Linked DNA regions of Canis lupus: region 1 is linked to region 2. A link is a contact called in public Hi-C data. All regions are on one chromosome and are shown on one strand. Each heading gives the region's core, a stretch centred on a gene start, on an enhancer-like site or on the middle of the called end of the contact. The rest is flanking DNA. Distances are from core to core; before and after follow the strand shown. Region 1 has its middle 76 kb from the start of CD58. Region 2 has its middle 9.5 kb from the start of ATP1A1.

What was found. Hi-C and Micro-C count contacts between places; a contact is called where the count stands out from the background.
Region 1: a Hi-C map of liver shows a contact between it and region 2, with 2.1 times the contacts expected there. The contact joins two enhancer-like sites. A contact is called at or near these places in 4 of 9 Hi-C or Micro-C datasets (amygdala, blood and liver).

The regions. Positions count from the first base shown.
Region 1 is chr17:54,459,407-54,466,315 of UU_Cfam_GSD_1.0, forward strand. No RefSeq gene overlaps it. Among named protein-coding and RNA genes, the nearest start is that of CD58, 76 kb to the right of the region's middle. Within about 2 kb of position 2,380, at least 6 of the 20 cell types and tissues checked have an H3K27ac peak or open chromatin away from gene starts, as enhancers often do. A contact at or near this core is called in liver, where this site is marked.
Region 2 is chr17:54,343,568-54,350,938 of UU_Cfam_GSD_1.0, forward strand. No RefSeq gene overlaps it. Among named protein-coding and RNA genes, the nearest start is that of ATP1A1, 9.5 kb to the right of the region's middle. Within about 2 kb of position 1,859, at least 16 of the 20 cell types and tissues checked have an H3K27ac peak or open chromatin away from gene starts, as enhancers often do. A contact at or near this core is called in liver, where this site is marked.

The sequences.
Region 1 (6,909 bases), core at 1,130-3,629, 120 kb after region 2:
CAGTCCTGTGTCCATTCCATGACCCCATGAGCTCTTCCCTCTACTACCTCCAAACCCCCACAACCTCCCCCAGGAAATCACGTTATGGTTGGATCAGATTAGCATGGGCTAAGACTGATGTTTCTAAAAAGCAAACTTTTAGGTTTAAAATGGTCAAGAGATTCTGTAGGTCCCCGTAGACACAGGCAACCACTGAGAGAAAACTCTCTCACTTTTTCTCTGGCACATGAATTTATTCAGCAACTTCTTTGCAGCCCCTTGCAGAGCCTTTTACAAATTTCCACTCACAGCGCTGCCAAAGGATGAAATGCACCAACACGGCCTCTGTGACAGACTGCTGTGCGCTTTAAAAACACAGACACAACACCAGTGAGTATGTGTGTGTATTATGTTTCTCAGCTGAACATCCTCAGAAGCTAGGGACATGGGTTTTCTACCCTGGCATGCAGGCTTTGTGATCCTGGAGCTTGTGGGAGGGCAAAGGCCTGCAGAGAGGCCATTGTTTTCCTTGCCTTTGCTGATAGCATGAGATCAGCTCAATAACGATGGCAGATCTCCAAGACCAAGCAAAAGAGCCACTGGAGGTACAGTAATGGGAAGCGGTAAACCGTAGAAGACACTTGTAATCTAACCAACAGAAGTTGTGCCTTTTCTGGGAAATTGAAGTCTTGAATGTTTGAATGCCTAATGGGTTTGGAGGCCTTGGTAAGTGTCTGGGAGTGAATGCCAAGACCAAATGAATCATTGTGGCCACAGGCCACCTCAATGCATATCTGAGATCCCCAATGGGAATGACTGTAAAGACTCCATGATATGGCAACCCTAAAAGCAATTCAGATTAGGGAGGTAGAGCATGCCCATCCTCAGTGCTCTCTGGGGCTCACCTGTTACAACATAACCTTTTGTCAAACACTGATACAGGCGCTTCACAGAAGTCATCTCAGATTATCCACACCATGACATCAACGGAGCTGGTATCATTATACCCCTACTTTCAAGATGGAGAAGGTAAGATTCAGAGAAGTCAAGATCATGCATCTATTAAGTAGGGGGGGTGCAAAATCCAAACAGTTCTGTCTGACTCCATAGCACATCCTCTTAACTATCCCACTCTGTTGACATCAAGCTCTTGAGCACCAATTACAGCAGGCATCCCCCGCTAGATGTCACCTTTCATTCACTCATTCAACACTCAACAACACCTAGTGAGACTGTGCCAGGCCTTTTGCTTGGCACCAAGCCTTCCTTAGTGAGAGAGACATGAACCATGTCTTCATGGAACTTGGCATCTAATCAGTGAGTACCAAGGTTGCCTCTTAAGGCTGGGTAGTTTGGGTCCTACACAAAGGCTCCTGGCCAAGTAAAAACTAAAACTCAGCTCATATCCTACTAAGCCATGTGCCCACAGAATCACATCCTCCAGAAGAAGCAATTTTTTTTAAAAACTTCCCAAAGCATTATATGGGCTATGTAGAAGTGCCCACCTCCCCTATACTTTTTAAGCCAATGTCACTCTGGGTGATCTTTGTGAGTACCTACAGTGCCCAGGGAACGTGAATCTGTACCAGGGCAGATTCTGCAGAGTAAGGAGGTCAACAGCAAAATCAAGAAAATGTAGCTTGGTCCATTTGACCGCAACCAATAAGGACCACACCCACTTTCAGGAAATCTTGGCCAATCAATTATGATTCAAAACAAATCCTCCCTCCACCAAAAAAAAAAGTACCTTGATAAGTAGAATTTCCCAGAATTCCCAAAGATAATACTTCTATCTCAGCAGAGGGTTCAGCCCTAGCTCCGCCCTGGACCTGTAGGCCTTCTCTCCAAAAATGTCATACCCCAGGGAAGCTGAAAGGAAGGCTTCAAGGGATAGATACTATTGCACAGAACAAGTGAGAAGAAAAGTCAAGGTGACATCAAACCCAAAGCCCAGTGTCCCTGTGAACAGAAACAGAGATTAAAGGAAAAGTTTTGGGGAAGAGGAATGAATTTTCTGTGTGTGCCAACTTTTAGGTTATAAGCGTATAATGGCTTATACTTGTGAAGCCTTCATGTATAAGGCATATTACATAATTCTTACAGAAACCCTAATATGATTCCTTTGTGATAGATGGGGAAATGGCTAACCAGAGAAAGAAAATAATTTGGCCAAGATCACATGGTCAGGAAGTGGCTTTGGTAGAAAGTGGCAAATGAGAGTCTCCGTGACTCAAACATCACATGATTGACTTGCATGCTGGCTTTGAAGGGGACATCCTCAGCCCTAAGATAAAGATAAAGAAGTGAGATAAAGGGAATGTGGCTAAGAAGCAGTGAGGCAGATAGAGACAAGGGAGAGAAGAGAAGCAAAGGTAGCAGAGGGCGGGCCCTAGTAACTTTTCCTGGGTGATAAGGAGAGACAGTTACTACCACCGGCTATAAATGGAGTTGATTGGTGTCAGCATCTACAGTAGAAAATGTTCTAGCCAGACAGGACCTTTGTGTTCTCACCCAGCCCTTCCTGGACAGCTGAGGAAACAGAAGTCCTGAGACCTCTAATGGCTTTCCACAGGGCCTCAGAATGTTCTAGAAGCAGAGCCATGGCCAAGCCAAGGGTCTCCTGGCTCTCAGGCCTAATAATTTCCACCACCCTTTATGGTTAAGGTTAGTATCACCAGTGACCGTGGTGGTAAAAAGCATCTGTGGTCACCCACCAACCAGTCATTTAGGACATGCCACCCTGGCACCCATCTCTGTGTGGCTTAAAGAAAACACTGCCCGGTCACAGGAGGCCCTTCCAGATCAGTGAGTCACAGCCGCCCCCCCCTCCCCCCCCCAGGTATCCTTCTTCATCAGCCCTGCCTTCAGAGGCTCCCAGGCCCTTCTGTCCCACCACCAGTTAATGTTTCACTTTGGTGAGACTTTAGGGAACAAAGAACACAGAGCTGGCCTTGAGGGGCCAAAGGTAGGCCGCCAGTGGTGCCCAATGTGGCTCATAAATAAGAACAAATGTACTTTGGATAAGAACCGGCCAGCCTCCTGCACAACAGCTGGGGCGGCTGTTCAGAGGAAAGTATGCTATTTGTACCTGCCTGGCATTTGAATTAGCCTCACCTAACACGCTGCCGTCCCCGCTGCTGTGAGTCACGCTCCTCATTCACAGGCAAGGGGTGGCCTGGGGCAAAGGGGAATTGCCTCTCTGTGCCAGCTGAGGGAACTGTGGGGCCAAGGACTGGCATTTCCAAGGACACTTCCTTCCCCGGGCTGAAAGGGCTTCGGATCAGGAGAGAGCATTCGTTAGTGATGCCAGCCTGATTCTTCTCCATCCGGTGCCTCCTCCAACCCTTTGTAATTTCCCCTTCATCCAGGCTCCTGGGCAAACACTGGAGTCTAGCCTGCTGGTGGCTTAGGCTGCCCTGGAACGGTTTCCCAGGTGGGAAAGCCGATGGGAGCACCACGGGAGCGCAGCTCCCAGATGGCACCATGTTGCTCACCCTGCTGCACCTGTTCCTTGGCCACAGTGCATCACAAGGTCATGTGCTGCCGACCGAAGGGCCCAGGTTGTGGGCCTTTCTTCCCCACGCCCGAAACCGGCCTCCCTGGGAGATGCCACCTACCAGTCCTCCCTCCTGCTGCGCAGTTAAGCATAGTTCTGGTCTGGTCTGATTCAAGAGTATGCCGGAAACTGAGTTCACTGTGGTGCAAAGTAGCCTTGGGAGGCCCGGCCCAGGCTTGGGCCCCCCTCGTCCAAGGATCCATAAGAGGGGGCTCCCAGAGACTATCTGGAGAGTTGGCTTCGCCCCACAGTGGCCCTGATATTTCCCATCCATCTCAGGTCCAGGGGAAAACTCCAGCTCTGCCCCTGAAACCAAGCGGCACTTGGAGCCCATCAGACTACAAGTGTCAGGAAGGCGCTAGGTCTCCCTTCCCTACGCTCTATTCTTCTCTTCTGCTCCCATAACCTTGTGGCCCCCTGGGGGGTGTGGTCAAGGGGGCTCTGGCCCTAGTAAATACTAAGGTACATTTTGAAAGCTCATCCAGCCATGAATGGCTCAGCTCCCCAGCTGGGCCACAAGCTTCTGAAGGGTCCGGGCTATACCTATACCCTTGTGCCCCGACACAGCGGCTCACAGCTGGCACGGAAACAAGGACTTCAGATGCACTTACCACATCCCTTTGGCACTTAGACTTGGCTCCTTGTAGGCAGAGACTTCTCGTCTCTGCATTTCTGCAGGACCTAGCGCCAGCTGTGACACAGGGTAGGTACGTCATCAGTGCTGTTCATTTGACTTGTCCCATTGGAAGGAAAGTCTTTGTAAATGATTCAACGCATGACATAATGGCCATAGACAAGGCCATCTGATGCATTTGAAGCTTACACTAACAGATGTAGGGCGGCAGATGCTGTGGACACATGGACTGAGAGATAAATTCCACCTTCAAGAAACGAGTGACCTACTTTAGAAATTATACTTTTTCCTCTTCTTTGTGAGCAAAGATGAGTCATGCATGTGAAGGCATGGGATTTCAATGGTCTTCCCAGTGGAAGGCATGGGCCTCCTGCTAAATCATCCCTTCCTTCCTTTGACATTTATGGGTGTCTACTGTGTGCTTATTGAGTATTCCAGGAGCCCAAGCTGACCCTGCACGAAGGGCTTACAGTCTAGTCTGATGGGGTGAGGTTACGTCCACAACCAACTCGTTCCACCACACAGATAGGCGCTGCTTTAGAAAGATGGTCTAAGTGCCCTGGGAGTAAGAAGAGAGTAGATGAATTCCTCCCAGGATAAGGAAGGGAGGACGAAGGTCATCCGGAAGGCCATTAGAAGGAGATACAGACACAGATGGACAATAGAGTGTTCTAGTCCAGAGGAGCTTAACAAAGGTTTTGAAATATAGCTGTGCTTTGAGAATGCAACTACTATGGGTGACACATGTGAGTGGGGAACAGGGCATTTTATTTCTAATAAACTCACCTAGTTTCATGGACTCTTCTTGGAAATCAATGCCCAGATTCACTTATCAATCCCAGAGTCCAGACATGGGTGAATAGGATTTTTGAGAAGCAGGGTAAAATTTGCACCTGGAACCCAAAGACACCCCACAGGGGCCTGGCAAGAGGCTGGACCTGACCATGTCCCCCAGCACCGACCAGCCAGGAGTGGACAGACCTTCTCTAGTTCTTTCCCTCTCATGGGTACTAAGAACCTTATCATTATTAAAGCTGTAAAAAATGCCAAACTTTAACCTTATTAAAGTCACACTGTTCTAGTCTTGGCAACCCTAATGGGATTTTACAGCTGGAATCCTTGAATAGCCCAAGGTCTGTCAGGGTCTGTGATGGGTGACTAATGTGATCATGTTGGGAGGTGGCCTACCCACATTCCCACCCTCCCCCTGCCCAGCCCCCACCAGGCTCACTGTGGCCTCCTGGAACGGTCTCCTGTTTCGTCTTTACGAATGGAAACTGAGAAATTTCCACTATCCTGGATCCCAGAGAGAATGTGTGAGTGTGCCCTATAGCACTCACTGGCTGACACATTATTTTTCTCTGGATTAATGAAGCGCAGTGAAACTTTTAGCTGTTACTGTAATGATTAATACATCTAATCAATTCGGCAGGAGAAGCAAACAGGAAAGTGATACAAGGGCCAGCAGAGGAGGGGGTAGAGGAAAAGTGGGAAGGGAAGTGAGAACATAAAGAAGAGAAGGAGGGGCGCCTGGGTGGCTCAGGGGTTGAGTGTCTGCCTTCGGCTCAGGATGTGATCCCAGGGTCCTGGGATCCAGTCCCACATTGGGCTCCCCGCAGGGAGCCTGCTTCTCCCTCTGCCTGTGTCTCTGCCTCTCTCTGTGTTTGTCTCTCATGAATAAATAAATACAATCTTTAAGAAACAAAACAAATAAAAGAACAAAGCAGAGAAGTGGGTAGAAACAGAAGGGAGGGACAGTGGGCAGGTGGCCATCCTTTTCCCAAAGGCTGTGCTGGATCAGATGAGCCCAAGCGCACGGAGGGGTCCTCTCCTGCCCTGCGCCACATTAGTGGAAAGTTAGATGAGTCGGTTCCTAAGCAGAGGACTCCCAGAAGCAGTTATTAGCAGAAGGTTCTGTGTATGTTATGGGGGTTATGGACCCTCGAGGATTGGAGGTAAGACATGGGCTTTCTCCTGAGAAAAACAGAGAGAAATTTTGCACCAAGAGTCAGGAAGTCCACCAAGTCCCTAGATCTTCATAAAAACAGAACAAAACAATCCTGTGTTCAGATGACCGTGTTTCAGCAGCCCGGACTGTGTCACCTCCATCAGCCCCTTTCTGCAAGGTGAGCCTTCCAGACACAGGTTTGGGAAGATGACAATGGCATCGGCCATGTGCGGCCTCTCGGCCGATCCTGTCTCGCCCTCTAAGAAGGCAACCATCTCTCCCACCCTCCGGCCCACGCCCGCAGGGTCCCCTCGCCCACTCCAGGCCATCCAGTTGCCCCTGCAAGAAATGGTGTCCACTCTGCACACAAACTTGCTCTGAGTCTTTGAGACCAGTGCACAGATGGACCAAGGGATGATGGCCAAACCACCGATGGAAAAAAAACAGTTGTGACACAAATGATTCTTCCAGAGCCAAGTTTTCCGAATCTTGGTGATTATTTTTATCAGGTTGTATCATAATGATTTCATATTCCGTATAATCAAAAGCTGGCTCTGTACAAATGTCATTGCCCTTATTGAAATCATGTGTCAGTTTCAATAGGACTAGAAATTTTCTTTCCTATTTCTCGATCCACACCTGTAAACAATGTTATTGGGGGCACCTGGGTGGCTCAGTGGTTGAGCCTCTGCCTTTGGCTCAGGGCAAGATCCTGGGGTCCTGGGATCAAGTCCCACATCTGGCTCCCCACAGAGAGCCTGCTTCTCTCTCTGCCTGTGTCTCTGCATCTCT
Region 2 (7,371 bases), core at 609-3,108:
TTGGAAGCAATTGCTCTTCCCCCACTGTTAACTTCCTTGGTTCTCTGCTCAGAAGTAGGAAGATGGCTCCCGTTTTGCAATTTTGAGCCAGGCTCCCTCAGACATTAACTGAATGGCTTTGTGAGAAGGAAGTCCCTGAGCCTCCAGTTTCCAACTCTGTAAAGTATACCTAGAACCTTTTACCCTCCAGACGTGTGACAGTCCAATGGGCTGTGATATGGAAAGGTGCTTTGTGAAGGCAAGGCAAGGCAACCTACAGATTTTAGTTAACATTTCTTATATTTGTATGCCTTTTCCCCTACTCTGGAAGACAGCTAGAACTTTGAGGCCCTCCTGGAGGGATCTTCAGCAATATTCCAGCGGCCAAATAAACAGGTCTAGAGACAAAGAGAAATGCGTTGACCTATTGAGGTTATATTCTTGAATGGGGGAAAAAAAAAGGTAATTTTACTTAGGAAGGGAGAGAAAGGAGATTCACTGGCAAGAAAAATCTACAGTGTTCAGATTTTTCCTTTCTACAATGTGTTATTTTGCTGCACTTTTTCCATTCAGACCAGGGCCTTAGAGATGATTAATCTTAAACAAGTCAAGGGATCTTTAGCAAGCAAAGGCTTTCTAGGGGTTAGCAGTAATGAGGGTGCTATAAGGGATCTTGAGCGAACCACTTTCTAGACCCCTGGAGCAGAGCCCTGATAACACCCTGCAACTGTCTTTGAATTAGCAGCATAGGGAACTCTGATCTGGACTCAAAGGCTCTTTCCCCAGCAGTCATGAACTTGAATCCAGGTTACAATTCCTCTGCTTTTCGTCACCTGGAGTGATGTAACAAAGCCTGAAGATGGCTGGAGGAGGCACTAGCCTCTAACAATGCATTCTGGGGAGAGAGGAAGAGACTCATGTAAGAAACAGTATCTTTTGGGAATAAGAATTACCCGAACGTTTGAACTGATAATAATACACTTGCTATTTCTTTTCTTTTCTTTTCTTTTTTCTTTTCTTTTCTTCTTTCTTTTCTTTTTTCTTTCTTCTTTTCTTCTTTCTTTCTTCTTTCTTTCTTTTCTTTCTTTCTTTTCTTTCTTTCTTTCTTTCTTTCTTTCTTTCTTTCTTTCTTTCTTTCTTTCTTTCTTTCTTTCTTCTTTCTTTCTTCTTTCTTTCTTTTTTTCTTTCCTTCCCTCCCTCCCTATGTCTTTTAAGCTTTGTATCTTTATTTGTTCAATTTATTTATTTATTTATTTATTTATTTATTTATTTAGTTAGTTAGTTCATGTTAATACTTGAGAGTTCACAGGGTCGGCTTTAACTTGCTTAGACAATTAATATTTTCCTTGTTTCTTGTAGGAATTCCCAGAGACTCCTAGTGACTTTCTTCTGCGAATCTCGTGCTTTCCCAGAGTATATCTGACTTCCTGAAAGCATTGTTAATAATAATAATACTTTGCTTTCTAAATGCCCTTCAACCACAGCAGCCTCTGCTAAGAAGCTGTAACGGGAGGGAAGACCCACATGGCAGCCAGGCCGGGGCTCTCTGCGGGCTCCCGGGCTTATCATCACACAGCAGGCCCAGAGTCCCCCAGAGCACCCAAGGCTGCGCTGGCAGGTCAGGTGGGAGGCACCGACAGGCTCCAGACGGGTCCTCGGACATCTCCCCGTCAAGTCAAACCCTTTTGCTAAAGACAGGGTTTTATTCACACAGTAGCGTGAATAAATTCATTGGAAGTCCTGTGAGGGGTCATCAGGGTCACGAAGAGAAGCAGGCGAAGGGCGCCGGGGACCTTCCTCAGGCCGGCTCAGACCCATTCTTCCTGGGGCCCGAGCGGGAAGTGGATCACGCGGATCCAGCCCAGAGGAGGCATCCGGGAGGCGCCGGCGACCGGGGAGCCCATCCGCAGGTGGGCGCCGGGCGGGGACTGCGCAGGGAGGCGGAGCCGTCCCGGGGGCGCGGGCTGCCGCCAGGCCGCACCCCCACCCCACCCCCCCCACCCCACCCCCACCCCCCCACCCCACCCCCACCCCGGCGCGCCCCTCAGCCCCCGGAGGAGCTCGCGGACACGCTGCCAAGGCCCCTCCGCGCCCGGTTCCCGTCCCCGGGCCGCGGAGATTGGGGAGCCCCGCTCCGAAGCGTCCCCGCACCCACCGCAGCCCCCGCGCGGCCACGGGGCGGGCCGGTCACGCAGGGCGGCGGGAGGAGGGGCGCGGGAGCCGCACGGCCGCGGCCTCCCGGGGCTTGGGCACGCGCGCCCCGGCCGGCGCCCTCCCGCCCCGAGCCGCGACTGGCCGGGGCCGGGGCCGGGGCCGGGGCCGGGGCGGGGGCCGGGGCCGGGGGCGGGGCCGGGCGGGGGCGGAGCCCGGCCCGCGGCCGGTGTCAGGTTGCTCCGGTAACGGTGACGTGCCGCGGCGTGGGCGGGGCGAGCACGCAGGTTGCATATTTTAGGAAGTGAGGAGGAGGCGCGGGCTCGAGCTGCGGCTGGGTCTGGGGCGCGGAGCAGCGGCGGGAGGAGGCGGACACGTGGCAGCAGCAGCAGCGGTAGCAGCCCCAGCCCCGGCCCCGGCCCCGGCCCCGGCCCCAGCCCCAGCCCCAGCCCCAGCCCCAGCGGCGGCGTCGGCCCGGGCCGCCGGCCGCTCGCCCTCCCGCCCGCCCGCCCGCCCGCCCCGCGGCAGCCCCAGCTCCGTGCTCCGCGCTCCCCGGCCGGGAGCTGCTCCGTCCTTGCCTCCCTGGTCTCCGGCGACGGCACCGGGCGCCGGGCACGGACCTCCGCCACCATGGGGAAAGGGGTGAGTGCGCGGGAGCCCGGGCGCGGGGCGCGGGGCGCGGGGCGCGGGGCGCGGGGCGCGGGGCGGGGAGGAGGGGAGGAAGTCGGGAGGCGGCGGCGGAGGAAGCGGCTCGGCGCGGGCGGGCGGGCGGGCTTCACGGACGACGCACTCTGGAAATGGAGGGAGCGCGGCGGCGGCGGCGGGGGCCGGCCGGCCGGCGGGGGAGGGGCGCGGACCCCGGGGCGGCCCCGGCGCGCTGCGGGCCGGGGGGCTCCTGGCGGCGGGCTCGGGAGGCGCGGGCCCGGGGCGCCCGGGAAGGAGCTGCCGGCGGCGCCGCATCCCCGGAGCCGGCTCCCCCGCCCCCCCCGCGCCCCCTCCGCCCGCCCTCACCTCCCCATCTCTCGCCTTCCCTTTTCCTTCCGCCCTCCGTGCCCGGAGGAAAGGCGTGCTCCTCCCCTTCCCCCGGGGCGCGCCGCCGGGGCCCCTCCCGGGCTGCCTCCCCGCCGCCGCCGGGGTCCGGGCGCCCGCGGGGGATCCGACGCGGGGGGGACCCGGGGGCTGCGGCTCCCGCTCCCGGAGGCGCTGGGGCCGAGCCAGGTCCCCGCAGCGCCCGCCGCCCTCCCCTAAAGGAGGAAAAAAAAAAAAAGCTGGCTTCCCTTCACTGCGGAGCCGGTCGTGCTGGCTGGTGCCAGAAAGGGTGTGTCTTCACCGCCCTAAGATGGCCTTTAAGGTATACTTTTGCGAGCTTTCATGGGACGCTTTCCGTGAGCACTGGATGCGCCCTGGGGCGGCTGGAGTGGTCATTTCCCTGCTGGGGAGGGGTGTGTAGAGGGTTTTGGGTTTTTTTGTTTTGTTTTGTTTTGCTTTTTGAGGGATGAGCCTGGAAGGAGGACAGGCTGACCCACCGGGGCCTCAGGGCGCAATAAACCCGAAAGAGGACTGCAGGCGGCGGGCAGTTCGCGGTGGTGGGGAGCGCCGCGCCGCGGGGTCCCCGGGCAGGGGAGGGGCAGGGGAGGGGCAGGCCCCGGCCCCGGGAACGCCGGGGAGCACCGGAGCCGCTGCTCGCCCCTGTGCTTCTGTGACCCGTAGCCGCAGCCCAGGACCGGGTCTCAGACCCTGATGGAGCCCAAGTCAAGTTGAGAAAAGTTTATACACGATAAACCGCCCCCCAACCCCCGCACACACACCCCCGTATCAATTCGTGGGAGAAAATGACCAGGCCGGAGGACCCGGGTAGGAGAGAGGCCGCCCCGTTATGTCCAGGGCTTGCACAGTGCGGGCTTCCAGGAGGTCTTTGGAGGTTTTCAGGGCTCCGCAGTGTGGCCTGAGTGGTAGGGGAGGAGGCAGGGTGCGTCTCTGGGGATTCTGAATTTTGGATTTTGAGGGAGGTCATAGGAAAGGCTTGGGCCCGGTAGGGAGAGTGGCGAGAAGTGGAATGCACCCTGGTATCTTTTAAAAAGCCCAGATCGTGGAGGGCTGCTCCGGGTTACAGAGCCAAAGGCGAAGAGCTGAGTGCCAGTGCCAGCCTCTACTCCCGATATAAAAGTGGGTTAGTGGCCTGTGCTTGTACCACACCATCAAACCCGAGGTCATTCCCATAAAGAAGCCCTTTAAGCTCACCCCTTCATCTCCCCTCCCTCAAAAAGGGAAAAAGTTGATAATCCAGAGCTGGACATTCCTGCTTTCGGGGGTGTAGTGATCACAGCTACTTCCCCCGAGGCCTAGGAAGGTGAAGTGACTTGCTCAAGGTCAAATGGTTGGTAAGTGACACACCAGACAGGCTTGACTCCTGAACAGCCTGTGGTCTCCCTGGCCTGAACACTCACTCCCTTAGCATCACCTTATATGTAGAACTCCAGCCTTATTCTTCAGATGAAACTGGGGTATTTGTGATATTGAATTAGTGGAACCGAGAGATGTTTGAGTAAGTTCCTTCCACATGTCTGTATGTGTCTTTCATAACCGAACACACGCGTGAGAGTGGTGAAAGATCTCACACACCTGGGTTGTGGAGGCTCAACCAGCCTGTCCTACGGATCCTTAATAAAACGCCAGTGGCTGGCAAACACAAAATTGAGTTATGGCTGGTTCACAGGAGGATATGCTCTTGTCTGCTGGGTCATAGTTAGTGTTTTGGGGACTCTGATAAATTGAACATTAAGGGGGGAGATAGATGTGTGCGTGGCGATTCTGCTAGGATAAAGTTATATCCCCTTTGTCCCCAGTGACTTACTGTGATGGTCCAAACGTTCAGAAGGAAATTTTATGCTGAAATGTTGGGATTTTTCCACATGGGGATTAAAATGTGGGTGGAGTGGTGACTAAAGCCCTGCTGATAATTGGTTAACCAGGAAGCCTGTGCTGGCAGCTAATTTTTTAAGGTCATTGTTAATTTTTTCCCCCCCTCTTCCCACTGCCTTGGGGGCCTAGGTTTTGATGCTATTTCAGGTGATTTTATTGCTCCCTAAAAAGTCTAGTTCCTAAGCTCTTGCTAAGAAAATGAAAGAACAGCTCCTGCTGAATCATTCCTGGGTGAAATAGGATTTTGTGCCTTTTTTTCACATTGGGTGTTGCTGCCAGTGACTTGGCTTAAATCTGCAACCCGCCTGCCACCCACAACTATTTGGTTCACCAAAGGTACACAAAATTTCTCTTTTCTCAAGTTTACAAAAGCTGGGGGGGGGGGGGGAGGGAGGGAAAGGATATCACCAGGTCGTTCTGTGCGATTCTCCATTGTTTGAATATTAACTTAGTTACCTAGAAAATAAATCCTAGCCTATGGGTGATGATTTCAAGAGGAGCCGAGGGAAAAAGATTGAAGTGAAGGTTACAAGGGATCCGCATGTCAGCAGAAATCCTGTTCCTATGGGAATGTTATCAACTGCCCTATTGGAGTTCAACTTGAAAGTGTGACTAAATCTCCTCTGGCTGCTATAAAGCTCTAGTACTTTAGACTGAAAACACTATAAGGCAGAGTCCTCAAGGGTGGAAAGTTGCCCAGGCCTGGCCAGGAGCAAGTGGAGCACTGACAGGAGGAACTGTAGACCAGCCCTGGGGCCGGACCAGAGGACCCGGATTGCATCACACTCTTCTTGCCTGTGGAAGTGTTCAGTGTGTGAGCGTGACAGTTCCCCGGCCCAGGGTTCTTTCTGTACCCGGTTCTGAGGGTGTATCCTCTTTTGGTAACTTTCTGTTTGTTAATTTGTAGTGTTCCCTGCCAGTAAGTTTGTAACACTCTAGTGACTCACCTTTAGGGTGGGAGGGTAGGAAAGGGGGAGGTGTGTCTCATCCATCTGAGAAGGCTGAGAATAGGCCAACCCCTGCCGCCCTCCCCCTCATCAGGGGAGATGATAACAAATTGGGTAAACGTTCATCCAGGTGAGGGCTGAGACTTAAAACCTGCAGACCTCTGGACGTGTCACTGCTAAATTGCCTTAAAAAAAATAAAAAGTGACCTCAAGATTATAAAGCACAATAGACCTGGTACCCAGGCCCACTCCATCCAAGTCTTTGGTTCCTGATTATTTTAGCAACAAATTAGGTTGGGTGACTTCCTGCCCAAATCAGCTGTGTTCTCTCAAATATATCCCAACCTAAGAACGAGAAGAAAGCTTTAACTATTGCAAGGGATTTGTATGCAAAAGTATGTAAAATTAGTTTGTTCGTTTAAGAACAAAAAGGTTTTAAAAAGTTTCTCTTTTTAAGAAGAGAAGATTCTCAGGTTCTCAGCTGCAGGTTCTCACTCAGCTGGCCCTTCGGTAGACTGAGGACCAAGGGAAGTCACCTCTGTTCTGTCCAAAGTGTGTGTGATGCAAGCAAACCTCACAGCTCTGGGCAGGCTTCCCAAGGATTTGGCACTGAGGGAAAATCAGATCTTTAGAACCTGTAGGTTTCCTGTTCATCAGTTAGTCTTCAACACTTGAAAACTGGAGAATTTTTCTTTCACCTGAAAAACCGTTGAGGATTGAAAATAATAGGAAATACTATTAATTACCCTCCAGAGGAAAGCCAAGTGGACGTATCCCTTGACATCACTGACCTCCTAACTTAATTGCATCTTTGAGGTTTCATCTACTTTCACTTTTCATCTTTTATTTTTCTTTAAAGTCTTTGTAAAAGTCTTGCGGGGGGGGGGGGGGGGGAGGAAAGGTGCATGGTTAAGTAGGGGGGATGCTTTTCAGCCCTCCGATGGGAGGGAGTGTGAACATTTGTGCTGCGGTGCCTTCTAGCTGCCCAGGGCTCTCTGCCAGCTAGCAGGCCAGAAGAAGAAACACGAGTGTCACATCAGATGGGCTCACAGTAATCAGAGTGGCTGCGTTTGGACAGCACAACACTGGGCAGAACGTTTCCCCATCCCTGCCAGAGCTGTCCAGTTCTGGGTGACTCTGAAAAGACATGGCCAGTAAGTGATAATGTGAAGTAAAGAGAATTTGAAAGTCCACTGGCTTTTTTTTTTTTTTTTTTTTTTTACACTCTTTTCATTTCTATATTTTTGGAAAAGGAGATGTGACCAAGTCAGGTTTGAACTTTCTCACGTTGCTATGAATTGAGTTTATGAGAGGAAGTGTATTCTTTGGCTGGAATCTCAGAGAGACTGTTCTTTGCATATGACTCACCTCA